Regions from separate parts of the Macaca mulatta genome. Here region 2 is linked to region 1. Evidence: chromatin contacts called from public Hi-C data. All regions are on one chromosome and are shown on one strand. The core of a region is the stretch at or near the end of the contact, and the rest is flanking DNA. Distances in the headings are between cores, read along the strand shown. Region 1 has its middle 100 kb from the start of SNRPN. Region 2 has its middle 49 kb from the start of NPAP1.

The links. A called contact is a pair of places that touch in the nucleus more often than the background predicts.
Region 2: a Hi-C map of fetal cortex germinal zone shows a contact between it and region 1, with 3 times the contacts expected there. The contact joins two enhancer-like sites. A contact is called at or near these places in 2 of 14 Hi-C or Micro-C datasets (cortical neurons and fetal cortex germinal zone).

Annotation. Positions count from the first base shown.
Region 1 is chr7:5,125,689-5,128,474 of T2T-MMU8v2.0, reverse strand. No RefSeq gene overlaps it. Among named protein-coding and RNA genes, the nearest start is that of SNRPN, 100 kb to the right of the region's middle. Within about 2 kb of position 1,409, at least 11 of the 40 cell types and tissues checked have an H3K27ac peak or open chromatin away from gene starts, as enhancers often do. A contact at or near this core is called in fetal cortex germinal zone, where this site is marked.
Region 2 is chr7:5,191,337-5,194,122 of T2T-MMU8v2.0, reverse strand. No RefSeq gene overlaps it. Among named protein-coding and RNA genes, the nearest start is that of NPAP1, 49 kb to the left of the region's middle. Within about 2 kb of position 1,367, at least 11 of the 40 cell types and tissues checked have an H3K27ac peak or open chromatin away from gene starts, as enhancers often do. A contact at or near this core is called in fetal cortex germinal zone, where this site is marked.

The DNA of each region.
Region 1 (2,786 bases), core at 160-2,659:
GTCTTGTGAATTTGAAAGGAAAAAAAAAATATGTGGGGTTGAGGCTCAAACCCTGTACAGGCAAAGAAAAAGTTGTAAGTGAGGAAAATGAGAGACAACATAAAGTCTGGGAAAAGCGTCCACAAACAATTTTAGTATTTTCAGGATAGAAGCTCCTCTTGATTGAGTCATACTTTCCTGTCAAAGATAGGAAGTCAGAAAAATCCTCTACCTAGAAAACTACATTTCAGCACCAAGCATAGGTTATTTTCATGCCTTAATCTCACCTTACCAGCATTTCACAATACCTGCTACACTGCGGTTGAGGAATAAGACTACTGTGCTCACAGCGCCATCTAGCATCAACAGAAAGGGAGGCCGATGGCAACCTTAATAACAGGGGCCCGGGAAAACAAAGGTGGGGCCCAGGAACTGGAAACTGTTACTTTCAGCAGGATTTTTCTTATATTTATTTAAAAACTAAAATATTGGCCGGGCACTGTGGCTCATGCCTGTAATTCCAACACTTTGGGAGGCCGCGGCGGGCAGATCACTGGAGGCCAGGAGTTCGAGACCAGCCTGGGTAACATGGTGAAACCCCGTCTCTACTAAAAATACAAAAATTGGTGGGCATGGTGGAGGGCGCCTGTAATCCCAGCTGCTCGGGAGGCTGAGGCAGGAGGATTGCTTGAACCCAAGAGGTGGAAGTTGCAGTGAGCCGAGATTGCGCCACTGCACTCCAGCCTGGGTGACAGAGACTCCACCTCAAAATAATAAAATTGCTGCAGGAGTCAGGAGTGAAATGCAATCCATAACCATTCCCAGTAAAGACTCAGCGAGTTCTGACCCATGCCCACTTTTCCTGTCGTTTAACGCAAGGGGTAAAGGTCAAAGTGAATCCCATTACGATAATTGATTTACAAATACGGATGTATAGTAGTGTGTTACCCTGAGCGCAATCATACTTTGGATGCAACTGTAAAATGACTTAAGCTGACTTTGCAGTGTTGCAGTGCAGTGTCACATTAAACCCCAAGCTGTCTGTGATTCCCTACACATCACTCTCCAGGAGCATTAGAGTTCAGAAGATTAATTTCTTAGACGAAAGCCTTGAAGGGTTATTATTCCATAAAACGTTTTCCAATCTGATTAAGAAGTTAGGTGCATTCGCTCAAGTTTCCGTGGCAGGGCCGGCACTCCTGGTCTCCCGCGATTCTGAGCGGTGCCTCACAGTCTAGCTCCTCCAACCTCACAGGGCGGCCCGCAGGATATGCGCCATTGTCCGGCGCTGCCAACCAGCTCGCGGTGCGCTGTGGGAAGATTACAAGACGGAGGGGGAGGGCGGCTGCCTGCAGGGGGCAGATCCGCAGGATATGCGCCATTGTTCGGCGCGGCCAACAAGCTCGCGGTGCAGTGTGGGAAGATTACGTGAGGGAGGGGGAGGAAGGCTGCCTGCAGGCGCAGATCCTGTTTGCGCCTGCGCGGGACGGCAGGATTTGGTGGTGTCCTTTCCCCCTGCTATTTCCGTTTCCGCGCATCCCGCGGATCTGTTCGGCTTATGGCGCCGGCCGGGAGTCTCTTATCAGCCGCGTATACCGCGGAAACTTTAATCTGAGTTTTACCCGTAGAAATGTTCCTCTTTAGGTTTCGTATCATTGTCTTGGTTCTTAATCCTGTATTAACTTTGTTTTAATCTAAGGTTTCTCTTTCCCGAAAACTTTGGTGTTTCTTTACAACCTCTTTTTAAAGTTAAACCTTGCATGAACCATGATTTTATATTCTTCCTTTTTAGTATTAATAACTTCAATGTCTTTTTTTGCATTTGTCTGAAAATCTGAAATATTTTTCAGTTGACTGAATATTGTTTTCTAAATATCGGAGACTACTTGTGTATTGGCCTTAAGAGTCTCTATTTATTTTTAACTTTTCCACCAACATACCTTTAATATGAAAGGTCTTGTAGGGCTTCAAGGTCAACCTTTCCCCACAGTCTCTATTTTCACTATAAAATACCGTGTTTCAAAACAAACAAACAGAAAAAAAAAAAGTACAAGGTTGAAAGAAGTTTCTCTACTACTTTTTAAAACAGTGGCTAGGTCGTGCTTTTCTGTGTATCCTGACTTCCCTTATTTCATCACCTCATCCATCACTTTACAACTGATCATGCAATCACAAAATTATTTTACTAATCAGATTATTAAATGTGTGCCTTCCGTTTGAAGAAACAAGGTCTACCCAAGGCTTAGTTTTCCCTAGGACACTGGGAGAATAGAAGATCTGGTTTACAGTGCCACAGTGGTGATCACACAGGAATAAACGGGACACAGGTCAAACAATCCAGAAAGACATCTGCCAGTATATGTTTCCTGTGAGATGGACACCTGGTCCCAGGTCAGACACAGGTGTTAGAGCATCAGCTAGGTAAAAGAAGTAACCCGTAGGAGACACACTGTAAACACCTATGTCCAGCTCCCCTTCATTTCCCATTATTGGAGGGCTGCTAGCCGCTCTGTTACTAGGACCCAGATTTAGCTGGGGCCTCTCAGAACAGGTCAGAATTGATCTATGCACAGTACCTGTCGGAGTCTGGATGAGGGCCATCCACTGAAAGTTAGTGAATCAAAGATTTAAGATGGATCTAAATGGAAATAGATCTCTGTCAAATGACTATACACGTAATTACCTTATTTTATACTTACTGAAAAAATCCTATAATTATAAAGGCATAGGATTTACTTGTCATGAAAATGAAGGCAGTAATAAAAGTAATTTATAAATGAATTTGCAGATATCTTGAAATTCCAATT
Region 2 (2,786 bases), core at 118-2,617, 66 kb before region 1:
CATATAGGCAATAAAAATCAGATTAGAGAGGCTGCATAGGTATGTGGAAATCCACAAAATGCATGTGCATACAACCCTAATGTAAATAGTCACTGAAGGTATCCTGCAGGAAGTAATTTAAGATTGAACACATGAATAAGTAGCTGAAAAACGATGCAAATTTAAGCTGGGAAAGACAAAAGAATGATTAGTATTCATGTAGAAACCACGACATGTATACAAGTCAAAATATTTGAGGCATCACAAGGAGAACAGCAATTAGAGTACACATGAAGGAAGTTACAAATCTATGTCACAGCTAGATTTTTAAGAAATTATGTGGGGTTGAGGCTTAGCCCCTGCATTGGCAAAGAAAAAGTTATAGGTGATGAAAATAGACAACCTAAAGTCCAGGAAAAGTGTCCACACAAAATTTTAGTATTTTCAAGGTAGAAGCTTCTCTTGACTGAGTTGGACCTCCCTGTGAAAAATACGAAATCAGAAAACGAACTCTCCACCTAGAAAACGACGTTTCAGTACCAAGCATAGGTTCCTTTCACGCCTAAACCTCTACTTACTTGCATTGCAGAAGTACCTGCTACACTATAGTTTTGGGCATGAGGGACCCCTGTGCTCACAGCGCCATCTAGCATCAACAGAAAGAGGGGGCTGATGACAATAGAAAGGGGGGCTGATGGCAGTCTTAATATCAGGAGGGGAAAAAAAAAAACAAAACAGATGGCGGTCCAGCATCCAGGAACTGCTGTGTTCATTTGAGTAGGATTTTTCTTATATTCGTTTAAAAACTGAAACATAATTCATAATTGCTGCAGGGGCTAGGGGTGAAATTTAATTGGTAACTATTCCCAATAAAGACTCAGGGAATCCTGGCCAAGACCACTTTTCCTGTCATTTAACGCAAGGGTTGAAAGGTCGAAATGAATCCCATTACGCTAATTGATTTCATTTACAAACATGGATGTATAGGAGTGTGTTACTATGCACGGAATCATACTTCAGATGTGACTGTAAAACGAATTCACCTGACTTTGCAGTGTCCCATTAAACCCGGAACTGTGTGTTTCCATACACATTATTTGGCAGCACTACAGTTCATAAGATGAATGTAATTTCTTAGACTAAAGCCTTAACGGGTTATTATTCTTTCAAATGTTTTCTAATGTGATATAGATGTCGGGCGTATCCGCTCAAGTATACGTGGCGGGGCCGGGGTCCAGATCCCCCGTCGGAGCGAGCGGCGCCGCAGACCCCAGCTCCTCGGTTTTCACAGGGATGCCGGCAGGAACTGCGCCATTGTCCGGCGCAGCGAAAGAGCCCGCATTGCGCTGTGGGAAGGTCACATGACAGAGGGGGAAGACGGTGGCGGCAGGAGCCGATCCACTTCGCGCATGCGCGGCTCCGGTGGCGTGGACGACGCTGGTCTCCCCTCACTGTTTCCGTTTCCGGGCGAGTCTGTTCGGCTTATGGCGTTTGCCAGGAGTCTCTTATCCGCCGCTTGCGCCGCACAAAACCTTTAACCCGCGTTTTACCCGTAAAAATTTTCCTTTTCAGGCTTCTTATCATTGTTTTGGTTCTTGCTCCTGTATTAACTTTGTTTTTGTTTTTTTTTGTTTGTTTGTTTTTGTGATGGAGTCTCGCTGTGTCGCCCATGCTGGTGTGCGGTGGCACGATCTCGGCCCACTGCAAGCCCCGCTTCCCGGGTTCACGCCATTCTCCTGGCTCAGCCTCCCTAGTGGCTGGGACTACAGGCGCCCGACACCTCGCCCGGCTTTTTTTTTTTTTTTTTTTTTTTTTTTTTTTTAGTAGGGACGGCGTTTCACCATGTTAGGGTGGTCTCGATCTCCTGAACTCATGATCTGCCCGCCTCAGCCTCCCAAAGTGCTGGGATTACAGGCGTGAGCCACCGCGCCCGGCCGTATTAACTTTGTTTTAACCTAAGGTTTGTTTCTTTTTCCCAGAAAAATACCTTGGTGTTTCTGCAACACCCTCTTTTCATAAACTGCACAGACCATGATTTTATACCCTTTTTTTAAATGTTAGTAATTTTCTTTTTTTTATTTTTGCATTCGTCTGAAAAATTGAAGTATTTTTCAGTAATCCTGAAATACTGTCATTTTTTAAGGGATACTTCTTTAATCATGTTTGTATTTCCCCTGAGATTCTCGATTGACTCTCTTTTTATCTTTTCCAACTAAGTACCTGTCATACGAGAGGTATTGTGGGGGCTTCAAGGTAAAACTTTCTCCCAATGCCTTTATATACATTAAAAAATACCATTTTTTATTTAAACAAAAAGTTGTACGAGGGTGAAAGAAGTTTCTCAGCTATATGCTTTTCTCTGTATCCTGACTTTCCTTACTTCATCACTCTATCCATCACTTTACAACTGATCATTCAATCCCAAAATTGTTTTGCTAATCGATTTATTAAACTTGTGCCTTCCATTTGAAGAATCAGGGTTTACCCAAGGCCTGGTTTTTCCTGGGACACTGGGAGAACACAAGATCTGATTCCCAGTGCCAGAGAGATGGTCACATAGGAAGAAACAGGTCATGGGTCAGACAAGAGCCACAAGGGCATCTGCCGATGTAAACACATTTCCTGTTAGACGGACACTTGGTTATGAGTCAGACACTTAATGGCTTAGGGCGTTGGCCTCGTAAAAGAAGTATCCCATGAAAGGCACGCTGTAAACACCCGTTTCCAGCTCCCCTTCATCTCCCATTACTGCAGAGTTGATAGCCATTCTGGTACCAGGACCCGGATATAGTTGGGAGTTCTCCGAA